Regions from separate parts of the Anas platyrhynchos genome. Here region 1 is linked to region 2. A link is a contact called in public Hi-C data. All regions are on one chromosome and are shown on one strand. Each heading gives the region's core, a stretch centred on a gene start, on an enhancer-like site or on the middle of the called end of the contact. The rest is flanking DNA. Distances are from core to core; before and after follow the strand shown.

Region 1 (7,024 bases), core at 454-2,953, 44 kb after region 2:
CCTGCCTGGGCTGGGCTGCACCCAGCTGCTGGCGGCAGCTCTGGGCCCTGGGGTGCCCAGTGCCTCTGGCTGTACTAACGAGACACTGAGACACCGCCGCCTCCTCAGCAGGCAGCGCCTGCCTCATGATGTACCCGAGAAAAGGGCTCCCTGGTTACTTGCCTCTCCTGTGTCCTTTCTGGATGCTGCAGCACTATGCCGAACCTTGTGTGTAGGTAACTTGCTGCGCTTGTCCCTTAGCATTATAAAGACACACAACTGTCTATAAAATGGCTTAATACTTAGCATATAATTAGCATTGCATGGGCTCCTCATCTGGTTGTTGATGGGCTACAGCAAACAAGCACAACCTTCTGAATAATAGCACCAGGCACGGGTTCTGTAAGAAAAAGCAAGCGTTTGTCTGCTGGAGGCGAAGCGGACAGAAGCAAGCCCTTGTTGTTGGCGTTGCTGTTAACACAGAGCCCTCAGACATCTGGGTTCCCCGGGGGATGCCCTTGCAGACGTGCTGTTTTACACTGGTCCAGGGTTGGGGGCTATTGGGCAGGCCTACGGAGTGACTGCCTGGCAGAGCCCTGACTGAGCTGCCAGAGATCGGGAAATCCAGAATGTTTCCACAGTGTGTGGAAGAAGACCTCCTTGGAGATCTTCAAAAGCCTCCTGGACCTGGTCCTGGGCACCCTGCTGTGGGTGTCCCTACTTGAACAGGGGTTGGAGCAGATGGTCTCCAGAGGTCCCTGCCAGCCTCACCATCCTGTGATTCTGTGATTATGTCTGCACAAAGTACCCAGCAGATGCACAGCCACCCTGAAAGTCCTGGGGATTTCAGACAGCATTGTTCTGCTCATGTGAATTAGCAGTATGGTCTGAGTGAAGCATCCAGAATTCTGGATGTGCCATGCTCACATTATTCAATGGAGTCATGCAGGCACAGTCAGCCAGACATGTTCCCAAGCTCTCAGATTTTCTGAACATCCACAGATCTTTTGTGCAGAGTATATGCAGTCAGTCTGGATGCTTCCTGAAATGTGGGGTTGATAACACATGGTCTGTGGAACTCATTCACACGTACTTCCATCTGGGAAATCCCAGAGAAAGAGTTATGGCAACCTGGCTGTTAAATTAATTTAATTTTCTATACTTAAGGGCATCTCAGCTTGCCAGCAGTCATGGTTTTATCCTCTGACAAGAAATTCTGAAGTTATACTTGGATAACCCTTATTATTTGGCTATTTAAAGTTTGCATCCTCTTGTGAGCAACTCTTACGAGTCTGCTCTCGGCGATCAGGAGAAACACCAAGCACCCACAGGTAAATGCTTTCAGCCTGGTTCTGTTTCTCATTCACTTCATTTCTACCACTAAAGTTTCTATTTTCATGAATTTACTGACTTATCATTTACTGGCCAGGTTGTCTGCTAGTCTGGTAGAGGCCAGACTTAGGTGGGATGCAGCCAGCCCACTTGGTCCTGCCCCGAGCGGGTGAGGAAGGATGTGAGGTGAGTCACTTGTGAGGCCAAACTCGAGAGGTGACTTCAGGTGGTGTGCCATGAGGAGGAACCAGGCAGGGAAGTTCACCACCTCTAGCAACACACGTGGGCCTGAGGAAACTGGACTGTTTCCAGTGTTAAGTACAACACGGGTGAGTTCAAGGGTGTGTGACACATCACGCAACGCAGAGCGTGAGCCACGTCATGTAGCAGTGGGAGGAAACGTCCCTGTGGGTGCCCTTGTGAAGCACCTCCTGGGGAAGCTCGGTGTGGATGGGGTATCCCTGCACCTTCATATCCTCCATGTGCCCCAGGCTGCACATGCTCAGGGCAGGGGCATTTGTGTCCCCACAATGCTGCAGCACAGGCAGGACAGGGAGGAGGTGGCAGGAGGGGAGGTAGCACCTTCTCCCACTTGCCAAGTGGGGATGGGAGCTCAGCCTCCATTTGCTCTCTCTGTTTAGATTTCAGGCCTGACAAGCATGCACTGTCCCCTATTGTTTGTACAGTCTTTGGCCCGTAAAGTCCTGATGTTTGCCAGGGCACCTAGGCCCTCTGCAGTACTATCAGCTAATGAGCAATAACAGACTCTGAGATATTAACTCTTCCCGTGCTTGCCACAGCACCCCCAGCTCCATGGCCAGGCAGGCTCATGGAAGAAGAAGGCTAGCACTTCTGCTAGGGTGTGAAGGAAGGGATGTGAGTGCCCACTGCTCTCTCACTGTTCATGGGAATGATGGCAGAAGTGTGTCTCCCAGAGGCATCTGAATGAGTTTTGATCAGTGACAGCTCTGCTACTGCAGCACAGTATGGAGATGTTTGTAAGGGGGGCACCTGCCAATTATTTGCTAAGGGTCCCTGTAAGAGAACAGTTTCTAAAACAGTAGAGGGTTTAGACCTGGACGTGTCAGAGGGAGTGGCTGCTGAGTGGAAAGTGGAAGTGAGGAGGTTTAGGAGTCCATTCACCTCGACACAAACTGGGTAGCATTATTGTCTGAGCAGCAGCTCTGTAGAGACTGGTGACACAAGGGTGATAAAAGTTCAATTACATTCACTGGAAGGGAGCTTGAACTTTTGACAATAACAACTCCTAGCCCTTGCCTGCAATGGCCTTCAAGGGCAGGTAATTACACTTCCTTCAGTTTACTTGCTGTTAATTCACAGAATTAATGAGATATCTCTCTACTGAGTGTATAGGTACTCTGCCCTTTAAGATTAGCTCAGGGCAGGACTGATTGCCTCTCCTTACAACAGTTCAAGTTCCCCTGTATTATCAGAGGGTCTTTGTTTCTCTTTCAGCTGAGATAGAGCATAGAAATCCAGCAAATTACAATAAACGAGACACTCCCTGTTGCTATTTTCGGTTGGTTTTCAGATTAGATCGAGTTGCTCCTTTGAAAAAAGTACATTTTATGTGTTTGTTGCATTCTCAGTGTTACATTTCTAATATGAGAAGATCAATACCAGGGTAGTCAATTCCTTTCAAATCATTTCAGTGTTGTGCTTATTATGGCTAATTCACTATATATTCTTCCTGAGAGAGTTTGAAAATGTGGATTCTTGAAATGCTGATGATAGAAGCTTCCTGAGATAAAAAGTGAAAAGCAGAGAAGCAGAAAGGAGAGCAAATAGTTAAAGTCAGGTGTTGGCATTACTTGAAGCATTTTCTAAAAGTAATTTTTGTATCAAGCAGAGAATTTGAGCGCTGCTGATTGCATGCACTCTATCCTGTTGTTCATATGAACACACACAGATACATCTTAAATACCATTCTGAATCTGTATGTACATGCTTTTTTGATCTGTTGTCATGTTGAAGAGGTATTTTTTTAAAAAAGCTGAAAACACACATGACAATCCATGAAGGACAACCGATATCTTTAGTCTGCTGGAACCATCTGGAATTAGATACCCCATTCTGGCATTGCTGAGAAAGCTTTTCAGATGCTCTGTCGCCCTAGATTTTAGCAATTTTATTACGTGACAAGTCATTGTCTTACTGGCTTTTCATTTAGATGTTGAATGTTCCGTATCTTGGCCCTTTTCCTTTCATTCTCACACTGTGGATGTGGGACGTTAGCCCTTTTTAACCACTGCAGGAGAAAAGGAGGCAGAGAGTGCCTGGATATCACCCTACACATGGGGTGAGTCTCAGCTTGGCCTACAGGACTGACCACTTGTGTTCTTTTATGAAAAAAATCTTTTTTACATTTGTCTACATTGTCTGCTCTCTGTAAATGATAATATTTTGGGGTGCTACAAAATGATGCATGACATGGACTATTCCCGTTAACTTCACTGCATAATTGTAAAGGAAAACAACAGCAAAATACATCTGAATTCAGGGTTCCTTGCATGGAGTAGTAGCCTGCAATTCCAGATGCAGGTGAAAGCAATAAAGACTCCACCATGTGCTGTGGTGTGCCTTCATCACATCTCTCCTATCAATCAATTCTCTCTCTTCCTTATTCCTTTTCATACACCCATTGGGCAATCTGATGATTTTCTCTTGTTATCTGGTGCTCTTTGAATGAAAGGCACAGTTCAGCTTTTAGCTGAAGATGCCAGGCCCTGTTTCTGTCTCTCTCTCTCTCTTTTTTTTTCTTTTCCTATAAAAGTCTCTGGTGGTTGCCATTCCTTAATTTTCTTCCTTTTTGTTTGTCTTCTGTGATATGTGTTTCCTTTTGATGCAGCTCAGAGTATGCACCAAAGTGGTTGGTGTTTTAGATACTTAATGTAAATCACTTAATATAGGCACAGGAATAGGTAATGTTTTTCAGAGTTATATTTCTTTTTCACTGAGACAAAAAACTTCTGAAAATCAGCATTCTTGCTTTCACGAGAACATGGTTGGGTCTCTGCCTTGTGGTCTTGCAACAAGGAAGGAGATGTATGTGAGAAAAGAGGGAGATAAAGTAACCCCTTTATATATATATATATAATATATATATATATACTTATATATATATGTATCTTTGACAGGAGTCAGTTGGTGATACTTTTCAAGTAGCACTGCTGGATACTTAGCTGATCTTTCTTATCACTGCTCAGGAATGTTTCAGGTCTTACTGTAAGAACCAGGACCTGGCCACAGGAATCATCACTGTCTTTTGGGGCTTGGACCAGGGTGTGAACTGCAGTCTGGTCCCTTGCTGCTTCAGACTACTGATGCTATATAATGGCAGCCCAACCTGAATGTCTCTAGGCTCTTACCTTTAGCCTAGAGAGTGTTGGGATGCTGCCAGGTAGCACCAAAGGCCAGACAGGGCTGCATGAGCTCCCTGGAAGAGCAGGTGGGAGACATGGAGATGGCCACACAGAGAAGAGAGTGCACCCCTTGCTCATCATAACTCCACCCTGTTCCTGAACTCCAGCTTGTGTCCACCCTGTGAGGATTTTTGCAAGTTTGAGTGTGAGTGAGGCCTGTTTTGGGGCTGCATGTACCAAATGAAGATAGTAGTGGAGTGCAGTGTGGCAGTGGGCACTGAGCCCCACAGAAATCATGCCGAGGAGGTCGGCGGGGCAATTTGTTCTCATATGCTTGTGTCATATTAGAGACAGAAGCAATGAGATTAAATGGGGCAAGAGGATACCAGGTCAGGAGAAGATCAGCATGACAGATGGTACAGGAATGGGTTGTTGCCTACCGGTAGGTATGAAGTGATGGGGCATGATGAGTATGATTAATGGCCCACCACGGCAAAGTAGAGGAAGAAAGGCAAGAGACTGCAATCATAAGGCTGTGAGATCTTGTAGCTTGGGTGAGTATACTTGGTTTTGGCTCACTGAAAATTCCTTTTGAAGCTCTTGTTGGTGTACTTCTCTGCTAGAAAAGCAAAGCCTCATGAAGAAGTTTGGAGAAAAACAAAACAAACAATAATTGCTATGACCAACCTATAGCAGAGGGTTGTTCCACAAGTAACAGGTGAAATGGAAAGGTAAAGGCTGGCTTTCTTCAACCTGTGGTATATTCACAGGCTGAAACTACTGCTCCACACAGCTGTACCAGGAAGTTCGAAAAAAATAAAGTTACCAGTACACTGGTAACTTTTTTTCTGCTTTATAGAAGAAAAAAAAAATAGTACAATTCAATTCCCAACTTGGATTAAAGCAGATGGCCCAGGTTTGAACTGATATATTACTTTAAAAAAAATCACAGTCACAGAAGTTTGTTTGTTCTTTCAGGAGTCTGGAAGGTGGGTATGAATTCCAGGGAAAGGGTTAACCGTATCAGGAGATTGTCAACCATTGGTCTGACTTTAAAACAGGGTGCTGGAGGGCATATCTTAACCTGACATGTTGCATTGTTAATTTACAGTTTGGGTGTGGAGGGACCTGCCTTCCCTTCTTTGTAATCTATGCAGGTGTGCACAGGACTTCAAAGCCAGTTGCAATGGAGCTTATGTCTGTGAGAAAGCCCCAGCTAAACAAAAATGTGCTGGGAGATGCAAACTCCAGTTCCCTTGTGCAACTGCTCTCCAGTCGGTTTGTAAATGTAGGCTTCCACTGAATGCTGTTTTTGCAGTGGTGTTTTACCCCTTCTCTGTAGGTCCTGCTGCAGATTTTAGGTCTTATGCTACAGTGAAATTTTAAAATGCTTTTTAAAAAATATGCTTAAAATCACAAAAGCACACTAATCAGTCACTCTAAGGGGTGTTGTTTTTTTCCCCTCTGCTTCCAGATCACTTGTGAAATACTCTGGATTCCTACCAGTGCCTTAATTAGCAGTACTTAAGGCATCTTAGAGGAGTGAGTTTTAGCCCAAAAACTGGTCATGGACTTTTCACACTGAAACTCACTTTTACTTGTCATGTAAGCTTGGGCAGTAGAAGGTTTCCTGTTGGTCTGTACTGGTTGGCTGAAGCTCTTCAAACCCAGAATAATGTAAATGCACAAAAATAGTCCTTAGTGGGTGGTGAAGCACAAATGCTCTTGCTCTTCCTGCCTGTCTGTGGAACTATTATTTGTACAAAGTGAGTCACAGTGCACTCCATGAAGGCTTGCTGAGGAGGGACAAGAACAGTGCAATGCCATACCCAGTGCTTGTACCTCTCCTAATCACTCCCTCCAAATCATCTGCAGATCTGTGCAGATTCCCATGGCCATCCATAGCCTAGCGAGTGAAAAGGAGCTGAAAATGGCTGAAGCAGAGAAGCAGAAGAAGAAATTCAACCAAGTGGTAGCAACCCCTGAGCAAGAAGTACTTGATTTTTGGAGACTTATCCCTCACGTATGCTTTAGCCCCTTGCCAGCAGAGGCAGCTCTTTGCTTGTCTTCTGCTGAGGTCTGTGGGGCTCTCGGGAGGTTCAGCAGCTCTCCATGAGTTCTGCTGCAGGGCAGGGCTACAGCTTTGCCTTTCCTCTGGAACAGGCATTTATCCGCAGGTACCTAATCATTAACGTGCTGCAGCCAAGCAGAACAGAGAATAGTCTATCCCATTTTTTCTCCTGCAAGCTGAAGGGAAATGGCCAGCTTCTAACCTCAGCACTGTATGCAGAATTTGCAGAATTATTAAGCTATTAAGCTTTTTCTTTTCT
Region 2 (7,037 bases), core at 1,460-3,959:
GATGAGTGGGGGAAAAGTGGAAAGTGAAAGGAATGGAAATACTGATAGTCTGCCTCCTTGCTTTCAGCAAAATCTTCAGTTCTTAATTCTAAAATAATTAGACACAAATCTTGAAAAAGCATTGATTTGGTGAGTACAGACAAAATGCCCTGCAAACTTCAGTTAAATTGCAGCAAGAAGTTATTTGCCCCCACATATACTTGGGTGTGCCTGGTGGTAACTTTAATTGTGAGAAAGCAAAGCAAAGCAAAGAAGGTCCCTTTTCATGCCAGTGATTCGCACACTGAAGATCCTTGAAAACTCTTGTTTCTCAAACAGGGTATGTGTGGAATTCCTGCCATCTATGTGCAACTAATTCAGATGGAGATCTTAAAATTGGCTTCCTTCAATCGAGTTTTGTTATGCACTTGGCATGCTTTCGCACCCAAACCTCCCATCTGCAGCCTGCACCTGCATTGCTCAATATTTAACTCAAAGAACTCTGAACTTCCTGGACCACTAAGGTGTCTTTTGGTTTGTGGCTTGTTGGCCAGAGCTGTTGCTTACCATAAGAAAGAGATTTAGATGCAGTAAATAACGTAGGTTTCCAGTTTCCTCAGTTTTGTTTCTGTATTTTGAAAAAGAGCTCCTTTCTGGCATGCTGCAGCTTTTCCACAGCGTGAAGCACAGGACGCACAGAGCAGGGTATAACCTTTACAATCTGAGCTTAAAATGCAATCGTTTTGCATTCGAATGCTTTCTTTTTCTGCACAGTAGCAGAGCGCAGGATATACTGCCACCTCCACCACAAACAAACCCACTATTTTCTGCTCTTAGTTACGAAATTGTTTGGAAACGAGCAAAGCTTTCCCTTTGTCTTATGACTTTTTCTGATAAGCTGGCAGCAGGAATTCAGACTCCCATGCGGCCTCTGGTCCGACACAGCTGAGCTGCTCGGCGGCATGCCCCCCCGGCGGCCAGGGAGTTCAGCAGCTCGATGGACTGGAGTCGTGGCAGGTATTTGTCCAGCGATTTTACAGCTACATTGCACCACTAATTATTTACTCTGGTTTTATAGCCATACCTCTCCCTTCCTGGTCTTGTGGGTCTCCTCTGTGCTGCGAAGGATCCATAAAATGGGAAATCAATAAATAAATGAAATCCCTCCAGGGTTCTGCTTGATGTGCACGCAGATTTCTGGTGAGCCATGTACATTATTAGTAACACTAAATGCTTAATTATCAAGAATTAGTTTCTAGAAATTATAAAATTGTGCGAGTGAATGTGCAAACACTCACAGATACATACGTGCATGTATAAATATGTACACACAGATATATGTTCACAGTGGCCTGGGTAATCTATGAACTTGAAGGGTCATTGGCCTGACTTCTATGGATGGGCGATGATACCTGTGAAGGCTGTAAGTCTGCCTACCCTATAAAATGTTTTTGGAGCTGGCAAGTCTTCCACAATTGTGACCAGAGGAAAGATTGCTTGTGTTCATATCCCTTCTTCCTGGGGAAAAACAAACCAACAAACAAAAAACACAGCAACAACTGATGAACCAACCAAAAAAATCCCATCCTTTCCCGGTACAGCTGTGTCCACTGGAGTTTTACTGCCTGCAGAGCAGTGAACGATCACTCTCAACCACTCTGGATGCTGCACTTGGCTCATTTCTTCCAGCAGGCTAGAAGGGGGTAAGGGAAACAAACAGGCAACCCAGTTCTGGAGAATTCTTTCTGTGTGACCACTTTTTATTGCTAGTCAAAGGCAAGGCCCTGAAAACAATTAACAACCCGTGTAAAACTGTTATTGAGATGTTTGCTGGCAACAAGTAGGAGGACGTTTGTTGAAAGAGACATAGTTTAATGGTCTCAGCAAAGGACTGTGATTGATGATCCCCCATGTTCTTCCTGTGACAGTGATGGCCAGTACCTCTTTTGTCAGGTCATAGGTATATTCTTTATGGGCTTCTATTTGCCTTCTCTGAAATGGGATAGAAACAGTTTTACTTCACTTATAAGAGCCAGAAATAATTACTTGCTATTCTCAACATACTGTCAAGGCATTAAAACGTCAATAAAGGTCTCATCTACCTTGAGTTTTCTGAGCGTTGGTCTTCGGTAGTTTCCTAGAAGTGCTCTGCGTTCAGTAGAGAGACATCTCCAGATGGTGAGGCCTCTCCCTGCATTAGAAGGAGAAAAATTTTCCTTCTGGAAAGAATTTCCCCTTTCCAGTCATTATAGAGGAAATCTGGATGATTCAGTGAGGCTGACTTTTAGATGGCTAAGGTGAGGTGAGATGAATGCCACCCTGGTTGCTGCATTTAGGGCTGTTTATGCTCCATGCGAAGAAGACAGAGTTTGTGTTTCACATCTCTAATCTCTGAAATGAAAAGATTTGCATGAATGAGAGGGATGAGTATTTCACAAGGGAACAACCGGAAAAGCGAGACTCTAGCCCAAATGCGAAATGGTTTAGGTAAAATCTTCCAGCAAAGTGGAGGCATCACTGTGAGTTACAATGACAGGGCCACAGGGCTACTTGGAGCTTTAGGAACAGAACACAGGCTCACCAAGTGTTTCAACAACTCAGGTGGCTGGCTAGTGAAGACGAGATACGAGGCAAGAAAAATAATAATTATAGATGTTATCATCGGTATGGAGCAAGGCCAGTGCAATAGCTCAATGGCAAATACACTGTGTGACTGGGAAGTTGAACCGAGGGAGAGAGTTTTAGGCTGTTTGTCCAAGTGGACCAGCAGAGAGGCAGTGCTCAGAAGTGATCTCAACTGCAGGAGGCAAAATGCCAGCCACATTACTAATGCAGTCTCCTTCGCCAGCTGATCTCTTTGGCAGTGTTGGTGTCAGCAAAGCAAAACAAAGCTTAATGAGATTGCAGAAGGAACGGCAAGCGACGTTGGCAAGCTGCAGGTGGGCAAGGTTTCTTTTCCGTATGCAATAGCCACAGTTTTCCAGATCATGTGTGCTCACGGGGATGCAGATGAACCAGAAAGCAGGCACTGGGTGGGATCATCAGAGAGGATGGTCTTTGACAAAAACAGGCCAAAGTCAAAAAGCCAGGCTTGGAAAGCTCCAGGATCCACAGCTCATGTTAACAAACTGTCCTGTTGCTGGGAGCCAGGATTTCCAAATCCTGGCTGCTTGAAGGCTGTCCTCTGAGCTTGCAGATCTCTGAGCACTTGTGCTAGGTGCATGACAGCTTCCAGCAGGGCTGCATCCCTGGGTACTGCCTGGGGAAGAGGATGAAACCACATGAGCTTCCCTGTGCTTTTTGACCCCAGGTGCTTTTGGCAGTGACTACCATTGGCCATTCATATGTAGCCATAGAGACCCAGCGTGTTATTTTTTGGAAAAAAGTAAACCTGAGTAGGCACTGCCTCAGAGCTCCTGATTTAAATCAAAGTGTGATATTGGGGTGCTACTTCCCATCATCTGTTGCAATCCTTGAAACATTGGTTATGCCTGATCTTCTGTGGGTGGCTGATCCCCAGAAAGCCTATGGGGTATATACCATCCAAAGAGGATGATATCGTCAGGTAGGACGATACAGCTCAGATGGACCTTCTGGATCATCAGGTCTGTGTCTGTCCTGTTGCAGACAGTTGTGTCATACAGTCCCTTCCACAACTGAGTTCCATGGTAAAACCAGTTAGGTTTCTATTCCCACTTATCCTACTGTCTGTTTCAGAACCCTGTTTCTTTCCTGATTAAACATGTAAATTATGGCATAAATGTATTCATTCCAATGTCTATCAAATGACAGCATTTTCAGCGTAGCTGAAAGTTATTTTAGCTTTCTGGTGTTTATCCCTATTTGGCCTTCATTTCACTAGGTTAAACAAATAAGGCTATTGTACTCTTATGTATGGTAGCCTATCCATTCTTTGGATGATCCGAGTCATCTGCACTGTCTTGGCATCCTGAATTCACCCCTCTTGAACAATGGGTGATCAGAATCGTATATAAAATATTTCAGATGAAGGCACAGCAATGCTTTGTACATTGCCATAAATATTGTTCTATTGCTAATGGAAACATTTTGGCTGAAATATCTCAGGACCACATTATTTAACTCACAATTACATTTGCATCTAAAAGGCATCCTATGATCCTGGTATCCTCAGTCTTCTCTTCTGTGTTTCCAGTTGATAACTTCTGCCACACTACAGAAATTCTTGTTGCCAGCCCCTAGATGCAGGACTTAATGTTATTTCATTTCATGTAATTTTTAACCTACAGTGACACTTTGCTCATAGGTGAGTTTGTAAAGCATTTCAGCAAATGTCTGTGCTTGATATCAATGCAAATAATTAATTAATTCATTATTATTATTTCACATAAAACAAAGAGAAAATTGGATGTAGCAGAATTTATGATGCCTAATTTATGAGAGCATTGGCATTCAGGTGGGCAAAAAAATATTACTAACAATGTTGTTTACTTAAGGGAGATCTTTAGTTTGGATTTCTAAATCCTTGTCTCAGGTGTGCAAAACTTTGTTAGATTTAATTGCACTTCATTGTTTGTCTCATTGCAGCAAGCATTAACTGCATTTTCATTCTGAACGCATTAAATAACTTTTTCCCAGATAATACTGCACATTTTTGTGCAAGCATAGTTCAGCAATAGGGCAGTTTAAGCAAAGCTAGTTTAATTAATAGACCTTCACAATTCAAGTACAACAAAGTTGTAGAAAATTGGCTGAAGTTCTCCAGCCTGTAGATCTGGAAGGGCCAAACATTGCTTTTAGTAAAGGATATTGTGCTGAGCTGTGCAAAAAGTGGTTTTATGTTGTTTGTGCTGTTGGAATCACTACCATTTCTCCTATTCTTTTCTATGACAAAACCCCTATCTGAGAATAAATACAGGAGGGCAAAGTTCAGTGAGAACATTTTATTTTAAGGCTGGGTTTTCTGACTTTGAAATGCTGGATTTCTCATCTCTGTGGTTGCATTAATGACAATCTTTTTTTCTAGACATCTGTGTGTATTTGTGTGCATGTGTACTTTGTATATATAACATTCATGAAGATGCAAAAATATCATATATAATGCAAGAAAGGCTTATTCATTGTCTTTCTGTTCCTGGCAGTTCTCAAGAAACGGAAAACAATGCTTACTTTTTTTTTTTTCTTTTCTTTTTCTTTTATTTTCCTCTCTTTTTTCCTCTATTACAGGCCTACGGAGATGGCGCCTCTGGGAACTTCAAAATTGTTTTTACTACTTTGAGGAAAATGTAATGTGATTCAGCAGCACCTTATCTGTTGTATTTGCTCTGCTTGAAGCAAAATGTTATAGAAGTACTTTTTTGTAAGTGTAGCTGAACTTTGGTACCACATGCCATCTGGCTTTAAAAATTATTCCTAGGAATCTGACCAATCCTACTTCTTTAAAAATAAAAGGTAGCAGGTCATCTTGGTTCTAACGCTATTTGGAAAACATCATAAAAATTGATGGCATGAAATGTTAACCAGATCAAAACAATGCCACGGTCTCCAGAAACATTTCAGGCTCTGAGTGAGTTTGATTTTTGCAAGGGAAGGACAGAGTGTGAGTAAATAGGGAACTTTTTTTTTTTTTTCCCAGCTCTTAGTGTGGGGAATGACAAGTGAAGACAATGACTGAAGCCTTGGTCTTCAAGTCCCTAGTGTCAGCATGTGTCTTTCTTCTGATTACAGTGGGTTTCAGCTGGTATTTTTATCTTCTTGGGATCTTGGGATCTGTTATATGCAAAAATTAAAAAGTTTGATGTCTGAATCTGCTCATAAAACATTAAATGCCTGATATAGAGGTTGCTATAAAAACTGTTAAATAATAATAACAACGGTTTGGATTTTCAAAGGCAGGGAATGGAGGTAGCTGTCCACAGGGAGCTGTGTCCACTAAAAGCCAGAAGAAAAGTAGCTTTCTTTCTTTCTCTTTCTTTCTTTCTTTCTTTCTTTCTTTCTTTCTTTCTTTCTTTCTTTCTTTCTTTCTTTCTTTCTTTCTTTCTTTCTTTCTTTCTTTCTTTCTTTCTTTCTTTCTTTCTTTCTTTCTTTCTTTCTTTCTTTCTTTCTTTCTTTCTTTTTCTTTCTGGCAATCCTTTTCGCTGTGAGCAGAGCACATATATAAATTAAGATATATCATGTGTAGCATGCTAACAGTTAAAGTCATAAACGTCAGCTGGTTCAGCTCACAGGAGAATAAGGAAACTGTGGGTAAAATATGATTATGTAATTTGATAAAAGTTGAAATCCTATCAGGTTAAGAAGGAGGACGTATGAGTACATATAGCTGAAGTATATTTCCTTCCAGAAATTCTTCTCCTTCTCAAAGGCAACATGTGAGTTAATAGAAACTGTATCTCTTGCCTCTAAGCCTTTTTGGTTGGTGAGTATCTGATGTGTGATGCTGAAGAGGATTATGAAGTTTTTTAAAAGAGGAAATGGGATCAGAAGGCAGAGTAAAGCAGGGGCTGGCTTGACATGCCAACTCACACACCACTGCTCTAAAAGTGTGCAGTTTTAAATTAAAAATCAGAAATAGGATCCTTATAGTTGAAAATTATACTGTAGTTTGAAAAGAAATCATGAAAAATGTTTTTTTTTTTTTTTTTTTTTTTTTTTTTTTTTAACTGCAGTAGTGGCACATCCAGTTTCTCCTACCTTGAGCTAACCTGTACTGCTTCAGCAGCAAAGCTTTGGTGACCGTATCTGAAAACCATCACTCCACACCCTCAGATAAGCAATAAGCAATCCCCAATCCTGCAAGCTAATCCATATGGATGAACTCTGGTGTCCTTGTGGAGCCTCAAGGTCAAAGTCTAAGGAAAAGAGCAGTAAGGGAAGTGCCTCCAGGATAAGGACAGCAGGTTGCCCAAAGTAGCAAAAGAAACTATATTGTTTAAACCAAAAATGAAATTTGCATTTTAGACATTTTTATTGAGCGATTTTATTGAGTTCAAAACAAAGTCATCTCTGCATTTACCCTCCTCTTTTTATGATATTCTTTGAAGTTTATTTTCTGTTTAAACACACTTGCTTACTTCCCA

What was found. Hi-C and Micro-C count contacts between places; a contact is called where the count stands out from the background.
Region 1: a Hi-C map of skeletal muscle shows a contact between it and region 2, with 2.6 times the contacts expected there. The contact joins two enhancer-like sites. A contact is called at or near these places in 2 of 8 Hi-C or Micro-C datasets (liver and skeletal muscle).

What each region holds. Positions count from the first base shown.
Region 1 is chr4:56,403,123-56,410,146 of IASCAAS_PekinDuck_T2T, forward strand. No RefSeq gene overlaps it. Among named protein-coding and RNA genes, the nearest start is that of KLF3, 63 kb to the left of the region's middle. Within about 2 kb of position 1,704, at least 1 of the 8 cell types and tissues checked has an H3K27ac peak or open chromatin away from gene starts, as enhancers often do.
Region 2 is chr4:56,357,837-56,364,873 of IASCAAS_PekinDuck_T2T, forward strand. LOC140002494 (a long non-coding RNA gene) reads left to right here. Exons shown (of 5, transcript XR_011809207.1): 3 at 1,058-1,179; 4 at 5,185-5,243; 5 at 6,627-7,037. Among named protein-coding and RNA genes, the nearest start is that of KLF3, 18 kb to the left of the region's middle. Within about 2 kb of position 2,710, at least 1 of the 8 cell types and tissues checked has an H3K27ac peak or open chromatin away from gene starts, as enhancers often do.